2 separate regions of the Sus scrofa genome follow, and region 2 is linked to region 1. A link is a contact called in public Hi-C data. All regions are on one chromosome and are shown on one strand. The core of a region is the stretch at or near the end of the contact, and the rest is flanking DNA. Distances in the headings are between cores, read along the strand shown. Region 1 overlaps EGFLAM (pikachurin). Region 2 has its middle 250 kb from the start of OSMR.

Region 1 (5,447 bases), core at 1,716-4,215:
AAGTGGGACATGGACTTGGAGCTGTCTATGCGGCGGAGGCGCACCAGAACCCTTCTGCAACTGGTTCCAGGCAGACCCTGGCCATAGCACAGCAGGAAGCTGACTGCCTGCTGGGGAAGCAAGTGCATGTAACCCTGCCTTCTGGAGCATCAAGTTCTCACTGCTTCTCAAAGCCTGAAGGGTAGCAATCCCGGGTCTGGGTACACTCTTCTCTCCATGCCCTTTGACCAGAAAGGGTATGAGTTGTTTGTCAGGCGCTTGTTTGAAAGGCTGCATTTTTGAGTTTGTTTTTTTTTTTTTTTCGTGTGTGTTGTTTTGTTCTAGTTTCTATGTTTATTTTGTGTGTTCTTTTCCCCTGGGACTGTGGCTAAATTCTCGTGCCTTCTTGGAGAATTATCTTCTGGCATGCAAGATAAGGAACAGTTCTGCGGAAGAGACTGAGAAATCGACACCCCCCCCCAGGAGATAAGGAAGATGCTGGTGGAAGCTTATTACCTCTTGAGGATGGCTGGGTTGTCATACGTCAGGTAACTGCGGCCGATAAACTGCGGGATCTCAATGGCTTCCGTGATGGCTGAGACAGAAGAGAAAACGGAGGTTACATGGTCTGTAGTTCTCTTGACCCCCAGCCCTCAACCCCGTGGCAGGAAAACACAAAGAAAGCCAGCTCCTGGAAACAGGACATTCATCAGCTTGTCAGCCCCTTCCTCTTGGCAGCACACGCACTTGGCCCGGTTCGGGGCTGCGGGACCTGAAGGCCTGGAGTTGGCGTCTCCCCGTTGTCCCCTCCCTGGGGCTGGCTGCCACTGCTACTGGCTTCAGCATTACCAAAAGGCCTTGCAATATGCTGAAACCTGAACCATGCCCAGCGATTCCTGGAAGCCAAAGAGCAGGTCTTGGGTCACGTGGGGAGCAGCTGGGGAATAACTGTGTTATGTTCTCTAGGGAGGCAGAGAAAACAATCCCCCAGCAAACTCCCCACAGGATTTCTTTATTTGAAGCCAATCTGGCCCAGAACCCCTTTAGCCATGACCTCAGATGCTGGTGAAATAAGAGGGACGAGGTTTTGACTTTTTTTGCAAGCCACCTTCCCATGTCAATGTCACAAGCTTTTCATCGCAATCACCTGAAGAAGTGGGGGGCATGGGGGAAGGGAGGGGTGGTTGTCCCCACTTTATAGAAGAGGAAAGTGAGGCACAGAACCACCAAGGATTTGCCCAAGCTCATGCAGCTCAGAGCGCAACAGACCACGAACCAGTCTGGCCCTCCTCACTTCTGGCCCTCAGCCCACTTTTTACTTTCTAATATTTTACAAGTGTGTTTCCTTCCTCCCAACCTCTCGTCACTTCGTTTTCTTGAGGAATCACCCTCTTCCACCAGTTAGCAAGAGAATAGGTTAAGCAGTTGTGTTTGGTGTCACAAATTAGGGATAATTCAGGGCATTTCTTCTAAAGACGTAACAGCAATATCTCTTTTCTCTTTTGAAAGACCCAGAAATGGGAGTATAAAGAAATTAAGGTAGAATGAACTTCATGTTCAAAGAAATGTGTAAAACGAGAGCAAATAAGCCAGCTGAGGAAATCAGTTATAGTTTCACAAAACTATAAATATGTGGTTGGTGCAAAGCAGACACTGAACTAAGGACTCCACTCCCAGGAAAGAAAAATGTGTGATTGTGGACACTATGGATGACCAGAGAGTTTAAATTTAACTTCTGAACATTAGGAAGAAAGAAAGAAAGAAGAGGTAACAGCACACCACAAAACCTAATGACACTGGGCCCCCAAGTATAAGTTTCTATGTGGGCAGGTCACACACAGCATGTTTGCAAACTTCATAAAAAAGAAAAAGAAGAAAGAAAGGGAGAAAAAAAGAAAAGCAGAGGAAGAGAGGTAAAATTTAAAAGACAATTTCTGAGGTATCTATACAAGAAATTGCTTTATGTCCTCTGAAGAGGCAGAGGCCAGGACAAGGGCCCGCTGGGCCAGAAGGTCTCTTAGAGACAGAAGTGAAAGGCTCGGGCAGTTTAAATTCTGGCCCACCCCACTTGTCGCCCTCTGGTTAAAGTGAATAGGAGGAAGAAGCGGCATTCCCATTGTGGTGCAGCGGAAACGAATCCGACTAGGAACCCTGAGGTTGTGGGTTCGATTCCTGGCCCTGCTCAGGGGGTTAAGGATCTGGCATTGCTGTGAGCTGTGGTGGAGATCGCAGATGTGGCTCGATCTGGATCTGGCGTTGCTGTGGCTGTGGCGCAGGCCAGCAGCTGTAGCTCCAATTAAGGAGACACCGGAAAAGGAGAAAAGAAAATACCAGGGAAGCAAAGGAGGAGACCCAGTGAAAAGAGAGAAGAGCCGGTGGATGGTAGCCTGGGCAGGGGAAGCAGAGGGGGCGGAAAGGGCGAGACCAGGAGGAGGACCCAGAGGAGCAGAAACAGACATGAGCTGGGAGAAGGACGAGAAGTGAGAGTGTGAAAATGCAGGAAGCAAGGGAGCTCTTAGCTGTGCTGCCAGGCCTGAACCTGCAGACCGTTGGCTCTGAGAGGAGAGGAGCAACAGTCATTCCCAGAGCCAAATGCAACCTGGCACCCCTGCTGGGTTTGGCTCAGCCTTAGAGACAGCCCCCCCTGCCCCCACTGTCATTGGCCATGGATGTGGGCCTGTGGCCAATAGTCATCGCCCCCCTTGACCCCTTGAATTGGCCCGGACATACTCTGCACACGGACCCTCAAAGGGGTATGTGGGAGGCCCGTCCTGCTGCTGCTAAGCCCCCCAGCTCAGGAGCTCAGTGCCTCCCGAGGTCCAGCTGGAAGACAAGTATGTTCCCACGGTCGGAGCCTTTGGAAGGAGGACGCTCACCACCCTGGCAGGTGTGTCCGAGTCGCGCACGGCCTACCCCAGTTACCCTCTGCAGGTGGCTGGCCTGCACTGTGGCCACAGCCTGGCCAGAGCCTGCCCTGGCACGGGCCCAGGGCACCGTCACACTTTCTCAGAGGACTCACTGTACTTACTATTGAGACAGTAGTTCCCACACTCTGCCGGGTGCCAGCATGAAACAGAACAGGCAAAGTCAGAATTTCACAGTCATTGTAAAATCCCAATTACTTCGGTTGCAGATCTCTGGAAACCAGCCTTGCTGCCCTCACGAAAGCCCTGCAGGAATTCACATGCCTCTTAGGCAACGTGAATCTGATGCCCAACAGGAACCACTGGAAATCTTTTCTCAACCTGGTTGTCACTAAGTCCCTTCAGACCCAGCCTAATTGTGGGGGTGTGGGTGGCGGGACATGTGGATAAGAAATCGCCTTACACCTCTGAGGCTTCCCTGACCTTCACCTGCTGATCCTCATTCAATCCAAACCTGGTTTCCTTGCTAAAGAGTTACTTACCTTGTCATTGACCATTACTTTTCTTGGCTCTAGGCTGCAGGCGAAAAAGGCATGATAAGCCAGCCAGCTGCTTCTTTTCTCCCCGTGGTGGAAAATATCACCCTCATTCCCACCCCACCCCCTTGGCAAGATTCCAGAGCCCTGGTCCTTTTGTGATCCACAAAGGAACAAGAGAACTCTCCAGAAATGATGCCACTGAATACAAAAACGGTGAGAATGTACTCAGTGTCGACAGTATATGTGGATAAATATTAATTCCGTCCTAAAACATCACAGCTAGAAATGACCATCTAACCCCTTCTGGCCCTTTGAGGTTTGTTTATATATTTTATTTATTTATTTATTTATTTCCGCTTTTTGGTGCCAGGCTGGCAGCATATGGAGGTGCCCACGCTAAGGGCATAATCAGAGCTACAGCTGCCAGCCTACGTCACAGCCACAGCAACACAGGATCCGAGCCGTGTCTGTGACCAGCATAGCTCGTGGCACTGCTGGATCCTTAACCCACTGAACGAGGCCAGGGATTGAACCCATAATCTCATGGTTCCTAGTCGGATTTGTTTCTGCTACACCACAACAGCAACTCCTGTTTATATGTTTTAAAAAAGACTGTATTTTTTCCTGATCCTTTATATCTAATTTCTTTTGCATTGTCTTTTTCTTTTCCTGTGGCAAAGGCACTCATCAAAAAATGGTTTTGGTGTTTCTTCACATTTAGACCTAAAAGCTTGTGCCATCTGGTGACACAAATGATACCCCCAAAGAGTAGCCGCCTGGAAGCCAGGCAAAGCAAATATGCCACTGGAGGGACTTGAAATTCCCCACGGACTGTAAAGAGTTGAAAGGAAAGTGCTGGCTCCTTCATACAGCCCCAGGACCAGTGAAGGAAGACCTGAGGGTGTTGTAATCTAGCTTTCCCCGCAACCAGGACTCCTCTCAACAACATCCTGAGCGATGGCCACCCAACCCCAGAGAACGCTTTTCATGGGGGCAGGGGGTGCTGTCGGGGGGACAGCTCACTGGCCCACGGGGCAGCACCTTCCCTTGCTGGACAGCTCTACTTGGTGCAGACGTCTCAGTTACATGAAACTGACTCTGCAGCTACCAATAGGACAACCGCAAAAACATCTTTTTCTACACTACTAGCCTTCGACTATCTAAAGATTGACATCTAGGCTGAATGCCTCTGAATTTTAATGACACCCTCCCAAGAAAAGAACTCTCCTAGAGTAGGCACAATTTCTATGTTTTATTCATTTATGCTTTTTCATATTGAGTTTTTTTAAACTGCAGCCCCTATTTACTGAAGCTATTTTTTTTTTTTTTTAAATGCACTGGAACACACACAACCCCCCTCCTCCACCAACAATCACCCAAATCAGACCCAGCAATACAATGTTTATTTAGTAAATACAACATGGTTGAGCAGTACAGATCAGGCAGGTTCCGATCTCTGAGGGCTGTGCAAAGTGTGACCTAAGCCAGGGGCATTCTGTGTCAGTAGTGAGTGTGGAACAGCTTCACTCGCTACAGAGAGACACCGCCATCTAGTGGTCTGCAGGGGTTCTGCAAGATCTGAGTCAACTCAGTAATGCAGGGAAGGGAAGGGAGGACCAAGGCTCAGACTTCTTTCCCAAGTGGGCTGTCTGCTTTTGGTTGTGGGAACTCCAGGAGGGAACAGCTGCACCCTGCACCCTTGTCTTGGACACTCGGAGCACAGAAAAGGCTCTGAGAAGTCCCGCAGAAAAGAGAGAGCAGTTTGTTCACCCAGGATTACCCAGACTTAATTGACCCCAGAACCCCCTTCCCGTTTTGTATATGTGAATGCATGTTGTCTCTCTCTCTGCAATGAGCACAAAACATCCAATCATATTCCTCAGAACTAAACTTTTTACATGTGCTTTGTAAATTCTGCTTGATCTCGTTAGTAACCATTTAGATATAAGAGCTCTGAAGGGCTGGGATGCAAGGTGGGTACATTTGGATAAGAGTAGAGAGAATGATGAAAAAAAACCTCCAAGGGTGGGAAGTATCTTTTGGGGTAGGGAGGCTTTCTGACACC
Region 2 (5,447 bases), core at 2,063-4,562, 200 kb before region 1:
TTGGAATGAGTCCAAGGAATCTGAATTTTAAGCCAACCTCCAAGATATTACCAATGCAGGTGGTCTGTCAGCCACACCCTAACATGCATTTAAAGAAATGCCATGTCAGTTTAAAGAGGCACCATGGAGACTCCTCTTTTGAATTACTAGAAGCATGTATAATTAGTTTCATTAAATTTTGTTTATATTCATTATATTTCATTATGTTTTACTGGAAAACATTTGATGTACAAAATGGTATTCTGTGCTTTAATGCCTACCTTATTCAAAAAGCTTGACTTGGTGACTTTGGCTCTTCCAAAAAAGATCAATCTGCTTTAAAAAACAAAACAAAACAAAACAAAACAGTTCTATTACCTATGAAGATCAAGGACTTTCAGTTGCAAGTGGCAGAAACCTAATTTGAACCACCTGAAGCAAAACAAATTTATTGGTTACAGAACTAAAATGGCCATGGCTTTGAGGGAATGAAGTTTAGTTGCTGGTTGAGTGGGCTGGACATGTTAGAACTGGAGGCCAGACCTGCCTTTGGGAAGGTGTTGGGAGAGGAGATGTTTCAGGTAAGCGGGCAAAACAGGGGTGATGTGAAGGATCTCTTGGGTGGAAGACCCACCAGACAGGGCGCTACCCGGATGGTTTGGACAAGTGAGATGGAAGTCTAAGCATGTGATTTGCACTGGAGAAGGTTGGCGAGGTGTGATCTGGTAGAAGACCTGGAAGCTGGGCAGGGAGTGACCAAGGGTAAGGAACGGGGAGGTAGACAGAGTAAAGAACGTGAGTCGTGGGAGTTCCCGTCACGGCACAGTGGAAACAAATCCGATTAGGAATCATGAGGTTTCGGGTTTGATCCTTGGCCTCACTCAGTGGATTAAGGATCCGGCATTGCTGTGAGCTATGGTGTAGGTCACAGACACAGCTCCAATCTGGCGTGGCTGTGGCTGTGGTGTAGGCCAGTGGCTACAGCTCTGATTTGACCTCTAGCCTGGGAACCTCCATATGCCACAGATGTGGCCCTAAAAAGCAAAAAAAAAAAAAAGGAAAAAAAAAAAAAAAAGAATGTGCATCAGCTAGAATCAGGACTTCACTTGTAGTTGGATCTAGATGCTCAAAAGATGGCTTCAGGTATCCACTTTTGTCCATGTCTCAGCTCTGCTTTTCTCCATGTTATCTTCACTCTCAGGCAGACTCTTCCCTGAGGAGCAGGATGGTGGCCACCATCTTTGTCATCCCCACAGTGGGCCTTATAGGTCTGGCTTGAGTTCAAGGCCAACATTTGACTCAGTTGTTGTCGTCAGAGTTGCCCTGTTGGGCCAGGTACTCATCTCTGGAGACAGGAATGGGTTACAGCTACTGAATCACAAAGATTCTCTGAAAGGAAGAAGGTTTCTGCTATTCCCAGAAGGAAAGAGGGCAAGGAGGACCAGGCAGGGAAAAGTCAATCAGTTTACTGGAGACTTGATGACCTTCCCTGCTCTGGATCAGCAATCTGACAGGGAAGGGAGCTCACACACTGGATTTCCCTTTCCCCCAAAGGGGATTTTTTAAAAAATATATAAAACAAATAAAGCAAGCAATTTTAGTGTTTGAAGGAAGCAAACTGGGCCTATTCCTTCTTGGGAAAATATCAGAGAACCCAATGTTATGGACTGCAGTTAGGACTAATTGCTATCATAGGAACCTGTGTTTTCTTTTTTTTTTTTTTTTTTTTTTTGCTATTTCTTGGGCCGCTCCCGCAGCATATGGAGGTTCCCAGGCTAGGGGTTTAATCGGAGCTGTAGCCACTGGCCTACACCAGAGCCACAGCAATGCGGGATCTGAGCCACGTCTGCAACCTACACCACAGCTCACGGCAACGCCGGATCCTTAACCCACTGAGCAAGGCCAGGGATGGAACCCGCAACCTCATGGTTCCTAGTCGATTCGTTAACCACTGCGCCACGATGGGAACTCCTACACATACCTCTTAATCTTGCTTTAAATTCACAATTATTTAGTTTGCAAAGAAGCCAGATTTTCTATAGATGCATAAAGTTTAAGGAGAAAAATGTTGGCAATCTCATGTCCCTTTAAATCTGTTATTAAAGGCTGAAATGAGAGTCATTTGCCACAGAGTTCTCAAAATGCCCCAGAGAGAAAGCAGTTCGGTCTTTATTGTGTCTTTTACTGACTTGTGAATTTTAAACAAGATGCTCCACTTTGAGTCTCTTGACAAAAGCTGGTTTTGGATTCTCCTGTGTCTTTCTATTTATGGCTCATAGTTTCACTGCCTTGTTTTCATGGAGCAATGTTAAGGTAAGGAAGTTTATTTGTAAAGTTGTTTATCCATGACCCTATTCTTTTACATAAAGAAAACTCCCTCTGCTTGTCCCCATGGTATCATGAGGCTCCCTTGCTTATAGTTTTGTTTGGATGCTGCGCTAGTATGATTCCTTACATACAACATGTGTTCAGCGTGCCATTAATTAATGACTCAACCAAGGATCAACATGTTTGCATTCTGCCACCATTCACTGAAGCCCTTTGGAGTCCTTTCTGAGACAACTTGGAACTCTCCCAAGATCTAGATATTTGGGCGTTTTACCAGAGACTTGGGAAATTCCAAACATGAGATTTTTTTTTCTTTAATATGGTTTTAAAAACAATTAAATGTAACAGCTACTTTTATTTGTTAATGCTCAAAACATAAAGGGAGCACAATGAATAAAATAAGGTTTAGGAGTTCCCATTGTGGTTCAGCAGTTAACGAATCTGTCCATGAGGACTCAGGTTTGATCCCTGGCCTTGCTCAGTGGGTTAAGGATCTGGCGTTGCCGTGAGCTGTGGTGTAGATTGCAGATATGGCTCGGATCCTGCATTGCTGTGGCTGTGGTGTAGGCCAGCGGCTACAGCTCCGATTCATCCCCTAACCTGGGAACCTCCATGTGCTGAAAGTGTGGCCCTAAAAAAGCCAAAAAAAAAAAAAAAAAAAAAAGGTCTAACTGGGAAGACTATTTAAACTCTACCTAGATGCTAACTTTAGCATTGAAGATTTCAACATCTGACTGCAGAGAAATAGCGCTGATACATATAATCCATATAGAACTTGTGTGGCCATGCAGTTGGAGCATTGCTGCCCTTTCTCACATCACATTTCCTCTTCTGCAGGGGTGATCCAGTAACAAGTGTATTTATCATTTTCAGACCATTCTAGAAAACAGAAGACCAGCCAGGAACCCATACTCTTGTCCTGCCTCTGGCCATTGTGGGAGTGATTACAGCTGCCCTCCCCCATAGCACTCAGGCACTGAAAAGTTCAAGGGCATGGAGGGCTTATCTCTGTCAGCTCTTTCCTTTGGTAGCTGTAGGACAACTGTTAGAAATCAGAATGGGAAGAGAGAGGAGGGAGGAGAGTGAGTTGGCTGAATACCATGGCCAGATGTCCAGAAACCAAACCATAATCATCTTTTCAGCTAGTGTCCTTGAATTCCTTGAGCTATTCTTGACATTCTTATAAACTTGAATATCCGTTTATGTCATCGGTGTCAATTCAAATCATGGGTTCCATGGAGCGTTTGATGAATGATCTTCAGTTTTATCACAGGCAAATACTTTAGAGTTCAATCAGTTGTTTTGTTTAAGGAAGCACTTTGGGATTTTTCCACACATCTCTTTCTAGATAAAAGTTTAGTTTTAAGAGCAGTGCTTTGCCAATCTTTACAGGTTTGTACTTTGGATCTATCTGGAGTTTTGCTCCCAAATGCTTCCGCCCAACAGGCATACAGGCAAACCTGAAGTAGAAATAGTAGATGTTTGCTTACTTGACTCTTGATTATCACAAACAACTAACTACTGTATCCAGAGAAGTCCCTGCTGATATTACTGTAACATTTGCCAAAGAAACTGCCTAATGTCGTGTTAACACAATAAAAATGATGACCAACCTTGACTCCAAGTTCCCCTCTGCTTGAGGCATCTTGACTCTTGGCATTTAGAGTTGTTTGCTTCTTGAACAGTGTCAGGTTTCTATGGCTCCAAGGGCTGGCTCGCATTACAGTCAAGTGGAACCAAGACAACGCAGGCAAGCTCTTCATGGGAAGAGAGGCCTCCCATGATTTCAGATTTCGTGGTCAGTGAACAGAGAAAAGGGAGATGTCGTCTCTTGACTTTTCCAAGATTTTGACAGAAGGAAGTTGTGGAGTTGGGGATGTTGGTAGGTCATGTTAGAACTGGGAAGGTGGGGGTGAGGTGTTGATGGGAGAAGAAGGGGAGAGTGTACAGGCTCAGAGCAGGGAAGAAGAGATAGCAGAGGGTCACTGCACCTAGGGAACAGGGAAGTGGCAATCCAGACAGGTAACCTGCACTAGGAAGGTGGAGGTGAGAGATGAGCAGGTGAATGTCCTCCCAGGTGGGCTAAGCATGACCATAGGTGGTGGGAAGGAAGGAAGTAGCCGGGATCAAGAGCACTAGTCAACCAAAGTCACGGTGCCATCTGGAATTAAGGGACAGACACTAATCTTGAGGGTGGAGTTTACAAGAACAGTAAGACAGAAGAGGCACAGTGATCAAGTCTTAATCTGGATGTCATATCCATGTCAGATACCAAAGTGGGCTATAGATTTTATCCATTCATTTACCCAACAAGTTTTAATTGAGCATCTACTATGTTTCAGCCACTGTTCTGGGCACAGGGCATAGAAGAAAACAAAATTCTTGCCCCTTTGGATCTTATATTTTCATAGGGGAGACAGATATCAAACAAAATAAACTTTAAACTAGATGAGTGGGTAATAAGAGCTCTAGAGAAAACTAAAGCAAGGTAGAGAGACAGGGAGAATGAAGGATTCAAATTTTAGATAAGGAGGTCAGGGAAAGCCTGAGAAGGTGACCTTAGGGCAGATCCTTGAAGGAGGTGAGGGAGTGGGCCTGCAGATACCTGGAGGAAGAACATTACAGGCAGAGGAAACAGCCAGTGCAGAACTGAGGTGAGAGTGTGTCTGGTGTATTCAGAGAATGGCAAGGAGGTCAGGTGGCTGCATTCGTACAGGTGAGGGGCAGAGTCAGATGATAGGAGAGGCAGGCAAGGGTTGAAGGTGAGGGACCATCTGAGCCTTTTTAGGCCAGTGGTTCTCAACCAAGGTCAGCTGTTTCCCAAGGGACATTTGGCAATGAATGGAGACATTTTGGGTTGTCACCATTGGGAGTTCTTTGTTCTAACTGCGACTTTCAACAATTCACAGTGGGCTCTTTACACGCCTAGTGTAAAGGCATGTAAATCTGAGCAAATAGTGGCCAGCACATCCGACAGTGGTGAGAGATTTCAGACTGGTCTCTGTAAATTGAAGTAGTCAGAAACAGACAGATATGAAGCTATTTCATAAAACCTATTATTGAAGTGTAATATACATAAAGAACAGTGTACATACCCTGAATGCACATACTGATGATTTTTTACAAGCAAAACACGAATA

Evidence for each region. Hi-C and Micro-C count contacts between places; a contact is called where the count stands out from the background.
Region 2: a Hi-C map of liver shows a contact between it and region 1, with 5 times the contacts expected there. The contact joins two enhancer-like sites. A contact is called at or near these places in 2 of 47 Hi-C or Micro-C datasets (liver and skeletal muscle) and 1 of 2 datasets of contacts at active chromatin or transcription factors (skeletal muscle).

Annotation. Positions count from the first base shown.
Region 1 is chr16:23,580,454-23,585,900 of Sscrofa11.1, reverse strand. EGFLAM (pikachurin) reads right to left here. Exons shown (of 24, transcript XM_021076641.1): 19 at 496-574. Among named protein-coding and RNA genes, the nearest start is that of EGFLAM, 180 kb to the right of the region's middle. Within about 2 kb of position 2,965, at least 21 of the 83 cell types and tissues checked have an H3K27ac peak or open chromatin away from gene starts, as enhancers often do. A contact at or near this core is called in liver and skeletal muscle, where this site is marked.
Region 2 is chr16:23,784,861-23,790,307 of Sscrofa11.1, reverse strand. No RefSeq gene overlaps it. Among named protein-coding and RNA genes, the nearest start is that of OSMR, 250 kb to the left of the region's middle. Within about 2 kb of position 3,312, at least 8 of the 83 cell types and tissues checked have an H3K27ac peak or open chromatin away from gene starts, as enhancers often do. A contact at or near this core is called in liver and skeletal muscle, where this site is marked.